Linked DNA regions of Zea mays: region 2 is linked to region 1. A link is a contact called in public Hi-C data. All regions are on one chromosome and are shown on one strand. Each heading gives the region's core, a stretch centred on a gene start, on an enhancer-like site or on the middle of the called end of the contact. The rest is flanking DNA. Distances are from core to core; before and after follow the strand shown. Region 1 has its middle 59 kb from the start of LOC109941008. Region 2 holds the start of LOC100278673.

Region 1 (2,998 bases), core at 24-2,523:
CCAAAGCATATGAACAAATAACATAAGAATACCCTATGTGTCTCTACGAGATCGTAGGTTCAAGAATCATTAACATCGGAGTTACAATTAGAAAGATATGATTTTCCGAAGATCTACGTGATTAAATATTAAACTATATTATAAATTGGTTAATCTACATCATATAAGAAAATATACTGTAAATAATTAATTTAACTTTAATATGGATTATAACTTGTTTACAAATCATATTATATTCAAATTTATAATTATAGACATGCTAACCCTGATTAGTAAAATAAATCTACTACTCAAAGGGTAAACAAATATCTGATTATAACAGTATGTGATATATCAAAGTATGGTTCGATACTGTGTAGAAAATTTTATTACAAAGGCAACACAAATGGAACGGACTAAAACAGAGTTAAAACCTATAATTATGAATTTTCTAAGATTCAAGAATTACTTCTATCCTAGAAACCATTATTTTGGATTTATTTTATGTAATTCGGTAAACTTTGAACTGTGGATTAATTTTAAAATATGTGTATGGGATAAGTTATAAATTTTAGGACCTAATTTTAATAACCTTAGAACTGCAGCGGATGGAGAGTTCAAATCCTAAAACCTGAAGGTCTCTTTTGCGACTTCAGCATAACCGAAGGGGTACGATATCACTAGGGTCGTCTGATCTGGAGTCTAGTGACTAGATTAGATAGCTCATAACATTGAATCGGTATCTAGCAGTAGCCCTAGGATCTCAATAGGACGCTCCATATTTTCAAATATCGCGATCTTCTCTTGCCACCCCAACGATGGTGTGATCGGTTTCTAATGCTGACAAGAGTTAAAAGAGACGTATACTATGACATAGCTATGGATGTCTTGCCAATGATGTGGGCGAAGGCGAGGCCGGATACCATCGCGACGCGGCATCACGGAGGCAGTGTCCCTCCGACGAGTGATCTTGCCAACACGGTCGTTCTCCTTGGCAGCAGACTTCGATTGCTCAGTAATGGTGAGACCATAGGTCTCAACTATCAGAGGTCTCCCAGCTTTGACGAAAGCTAGGAGCAGGTCCGGTATTTATACCCATGGGCGGGTACCTGTGGCTATCCAATCGGGGTATTATCCATCGATTAGCAACAAGCTCGCGCTTGTATCGTAACAGCTCACAGTGTTGATTGAAAACGCCAAGGCGATCGGATCCCATGCGTCTGTATCGGTGTCCACAATAAACTGGAGGAGAGACGCGACGAGGAGGTCCCATATGTCACTGAGATACAACTGACATCATTGCTGATGTCCACGTGACGCAGACTCCAGCCAAAAACAATAAAATAATAGAAGCACATCGTATGACCTACGCTTGCTGGGTGAAGTGGGCTGGATGAGCTTGATCAGGCTCATGCGGAGGTATGTGTATTTTTCCTTTTTTTGTTTTCAGATTTCCAAACTAAGTTTGAATTGCAAAGTTTAAATTTAAATGCGCAATTAGAAAATCTTCAGCATGAATGCAACGTGTTTATATTCTTTACTTTACTCATTTATGCTTCAATTATGCAAAACCCACATGGTTTTCTTTACTGGAGATATTATTTATTTATTATTTTTATATGTGATCAGATTGAAAGCTAACTAAAAAAAGGGTATTCATTACTCACATATTTTAGGAGGTAATTTTATAATCTTTACTGAGTTGTTTTAATTTAAATATTTTTAGAGAGTGCGTATAGTTCAGAAGGGGAATAATACATGATTGAAAGGCTTTCTTTTATTTATTGTCCCAACCTTTAGTTTTAGGTTTTCGATCAAGGTTTTGAATACCAAAGTATTAACATTATTATTCGGAGGGATATAATTTATAAAGGAAAGAAGTCATTATTAGAAGACATTTTTTATCCTAAACCTCTAGGAAAAGCTTTAAAAATCAAAATAGGATTTTGGGTGTTACAGTAATTGCTAATAAAATTTTGACCAACTTATTAAAAACAATCCTCAGCTTTAACCATTCTCGTTGATAAGCCTTACACTTCACATGAGCCCCACCGTAAGTGAACTCATGCACATTTTCCCCACAACTTATTGAGCGATGAACGTATGTGAGCTCACCCTTGCTGTACTGACACCCTCCCTAGGTCAAGGACAGGTACCACCAAGATGAGGAACAAGAAGGATGTCGCTATGAGTTCGTGAGAGGTCTAGGTTGTCGTCTCCCAGTCAACTATGGTTGCTGGATCTTTGTCTTCATATGATGTAATCATTTAGCTATTTTGTACAGAACTCCTACTATGTAGTAATGATGTGACAATCGTTTCTATACCATGAGTCATCATATGTGTGAGACTTGATCCTACACACATTTGATTCGTGCCTGAATTTGCCCTTAAATCCATATGTGACACATTTTCTCTTTAGTTTTCCTGTTTCAGCTCAAACTGGCACCAAAACGCACTTTTCGCTAGAAACTGAGTTAAAGCGTAAACCAAAGTTCTATAGATATTATAAAAGGTACATGCAACATACAAATGCTCAAACCTCTCATACTTAACTTTTTTCATCATATTGCTCCTTTTGGCATGTTTGAGGTCGATGTTAGACTCCAAGTCACATAACTTGGTTGATTTAGCCATTTCTTGAGCTACAACACTTTCCAATGGTCACTTAGAACATTTTCAAACACAAGAGTAACCCAAACTCCAAATCTAAGTGCATTGAGCTCTTTGGGCACTTCGATGTTCTAACTTTGATACTTATTTACCTTCTAGTGACCATGACTCCACTCGAGCTAGGATCTTGAGCCTTATGACTTAAACAATAAGCATTACCTCAATGATTGTAAGTCACGTCCTTATGTTATGGTCTTCAATGCACCGTGTCCCTTCTCAGCTTGACCAACTTTGACCTCTTGCAAGAACCTCTTCTTTACCTTGGCTTTAGGTACCTCGGTTCTCTTGACCTTATCCCTTGATCTAGTACCTCAAAGTTCTTCTTGCCTTTGTCCTTGGTTTGATCA
Region 2 (3,018 bases), core at 204-2,703, 340 kb after region 1:
ATATAGTCAATTGCTATTTGTAAAGATCTTTATATAGCCAATTTTTGATCTATTTATATAGTAGTTAGCGCTTCATTATTAACGTATGATTTACTTGTCTATCACATAAAGTTTTTGGATTCTTATGTCTAAGTTGACTATAAATTTAAAGCATATTTATCATTCCTCTCCTATTTTTACTCCTCTATCTCAGCATTCAATCTACTTATAGCCTGTTGCTCTAGTTACCCTATATTTTAGCCTACTGATGTAACACGAGTGAAGCACATGTGGGGCTGAATGAAATATTTATGGCTCGATAACTCGCTCGACTAGGATCGTTATTGGCTCGTTTCGACTCGGCCCGTCTTAATTTTGTAGTGAGCCGACAATATTCTAGCTTGGTTCTCTAATAAGCCATCTCAGGCTTGCTCGTGAGCTAGCTCATGAGTTAGGTGAACCAAGCCACAACACAAGTTTGTCTAATCGTCGGTGTGGCCTCGTCTCTCATAATCTTGCCCCTCTCGTAGTTATGATCTATAATATGAATATGTGTGGATGTGCCATGTAATTAAATTTTGCATTATTGCACTGTTGCATGGCTACATACTTGCATTGCATATTTAATATTTGATTATTGGTTGTGGTTTTGTGAACTTATAGTTGTTAACATCATACATCATTAGTGTTGTGCAATGAAATATTACATGTTTGTGCAATGGATGATGGATTGCACTATAATGATGCTTGTTGCTATTTTGTTATAATAAGGGTCTGTAAATCTATAACTCTAACGCACATTTGATTGTTTGATTTAATATTGAAAGTTATAACCTAGGATGATAAAATGACAATAATGTTACAATAGTTTTTAGATCCGGAGTGTTAAACACTTAAATTATGAACATGTTTTCTGTTGTATATATTTATGTATACGAATCTCCGTGTTGAGTTGGTGTAACTCGTAAGCCTATTAAACTGGCTCGAGCTATCTAACAAACTAAGACGATCCCACTATTTAATTTGTTAGTATAACGAGTCGAGCTAGTTCGGCTCAGCAATGAAACATAACAAGCTGAACTGTCTTGCTGCATATGGACCATCGTAGACAATATCGGTCGGTAAGTATCGATAACCGGTAAAATTTACCCGTACTCACCGAGAAACGAAAACTGGATCGGTTTCTACTGAATTTCGGTTTAGAATTTGAAAACATAAAAAAATCAAATTTTGGTGAATAAAACAGTTTTCGAAAATTGAAAAAGAAATTGTAATCCCTGATATGGACCCGTTGTCCGCGATGCCCCTTGTGCGTGGCACCATGTCCGAATCACGTCCCTATGCGTGGGGCCCAACGTGACACCCGAATCCCCGCTGCCATGTGCCATCCATCCATGTCCATCAATCATTTTATTCATGTTGTAGGTAAACGGTTGTCTCTCCAACGCCGCACCGAACAAATAAAAATATATAATTAATTTAGTGCACACGGAGTGGGGAAACGAAAAGGAAAGCTCTCTCATTGCCAAATTGCCCCCGACTCAAGCCCCCCGCGCCGCCGGCGTTGGTGGAATCGATCGACCCGGCCTCGCCGGACAATCCACCAGCGTTGGTTTCACCTCAGGTACCGACCTTGCTCTGACCCACGCCCATCTGGACCTTGTTCTCTCAATCATTGCGTGGTGCTCGCCGTGGCAGCGGCGCGCTTCCTGATCTGTTCTCGGGTTCCCCGCACGGCGCAGGTGGGAATCGTATCCCTGGACGACGAGGGGCTTGGGGCTAGCTACCACAACGTTCTGAGATGGTCTTGTCGTACACCAGCTGTTTGCTGAATTTTCTCTGGGCTCATGGTGTTCCCTTTTCTTTTGAGACGACTTTTGCCCCTTTGTCCCCAGCCATGAGAACATCGTCTGAAAAAACTCGGTTGAATGTGGGACTTCACTGTCCATGCTACCTCTGTGACGCCACTCAACTTCATTTGGATAGGTTTTGCAACCTAATTTGCTCAAGCAGGGCAGATAGCATGACTGGTATCGTAAGAGTCTTAGCAAGTGAAACTCAGGACAAGGATAAGCCCGTCGCAGGAGGATATCATGGCATGCCCATGTCTTCGAATGGTTAGGTAGGAGTGCTAGCACATCCTAGAGTCTTTTTTGTGCAAGAAATTCAGCTAGTTGCCTTGTCGGAGATGATATTCCTGATTTGTCCGGTGTTGTTGATTTAGTGTCACTTGCAACTTGGATCTTGAATTTTAAGCAACATCTTAGATTATCCTGTGATCTTTAAAGTTAATGCAGATGTCAGTGCTAGCTGTCAGAAGGCTTCACTTAAGACCCTTGCTTGCTGGTGTGATGTAGTCATTACATAGGCAGAAGAGGTATCATGTGTGATTGTGCTTAGGAATGTTACAAGGTCAGTTTGATGGACATGGCAGGTCTTGTTGCAACACTGTCAGGCACGATTATGGCGAGGTAAACTACTAGGATGTGAAAAGAAGTTGGAGAGCACTGCGAAGACATGGATCATAGTGAAAACACTAATTGTGTATAGTGGCATAATTGATTAAGTACATGATGGCTTTAAAGCCACAGACTAAAGGTGACGCAGTAAACATATGAACCATGATTTGGTGGTGATGATGGTTGGGGATGGGTCTTTGCTAATTAGCATATGTTTTTTTTCTCTCTTTCAGCCACTATCTTATAACTGGGAAACATCAGTTATTTTTTGTGACTTAAAGCATCCATATGAGTGAATTATCTTTGTGAATGAGCATGTATTATCAGATGCATTGATACAATATGATGATCTGCACTAGCATTCAACTTCTGAATTTTCACATCTAATATCGAGTTTTTGGTGTTTTGGTAGGTTTTTGTGCATGGAAGATGACAATGAGGTCACTGGAGAGTCACCTGTGGCTGATGAATGGGATATGTTGTCCCTGACTTCATCAATATATGCTAGCCCATTATTCCGAAGAGGATTTGATCCAATTAATTTGCCTGGATATGGGAATGTGATTAATATTCAGGAAGG

Evidence for each region. Hi-C and Micro-C count contacts between places; a contact is called where the count stands out from the background.
Region 2: a contact with region 1 is called in a Hi-C map of ear, with 2.1 times the contacts expected there. The contact joins the promoter of LOC100278673 here to the enhancer-like site in region 1. A contact is called at or near these places in 2 of 25 Hi-C or Micro-C datasets (ear and leaf).

What each region holds. Positions count from the first base shown.
Region 1 is chr7:36,173,693-36,176,690 of Zm-B73-REFERENCE-NAM-5.0, forward strand. No RefSeq gene overlaps it. Among protein-coding and RNA genes, the nearest start is that of LOC109941008, 59 kb to the left of the region's middle. Within about 2 kb of position 1,274, at least 14 of the 20 cell types and tissues checked have an H3K27ac peak or open chromatin away from gene starts, as enhancers often do. A contact at or near this core is called in ear and leaf, where this site is marked.
Region 2 is chr7:36,510,865-36,513,882 of Zm-B73-REFERENCE-NAM-5.0, forward strand. LOC100278673 reads left to right here and starts at 1,454. Exons shown (of 3, transcript NM_001151872.1): 1 at 1,454-1,603; 2 at 2,851-3,018. The coding sequence starts at 2,861.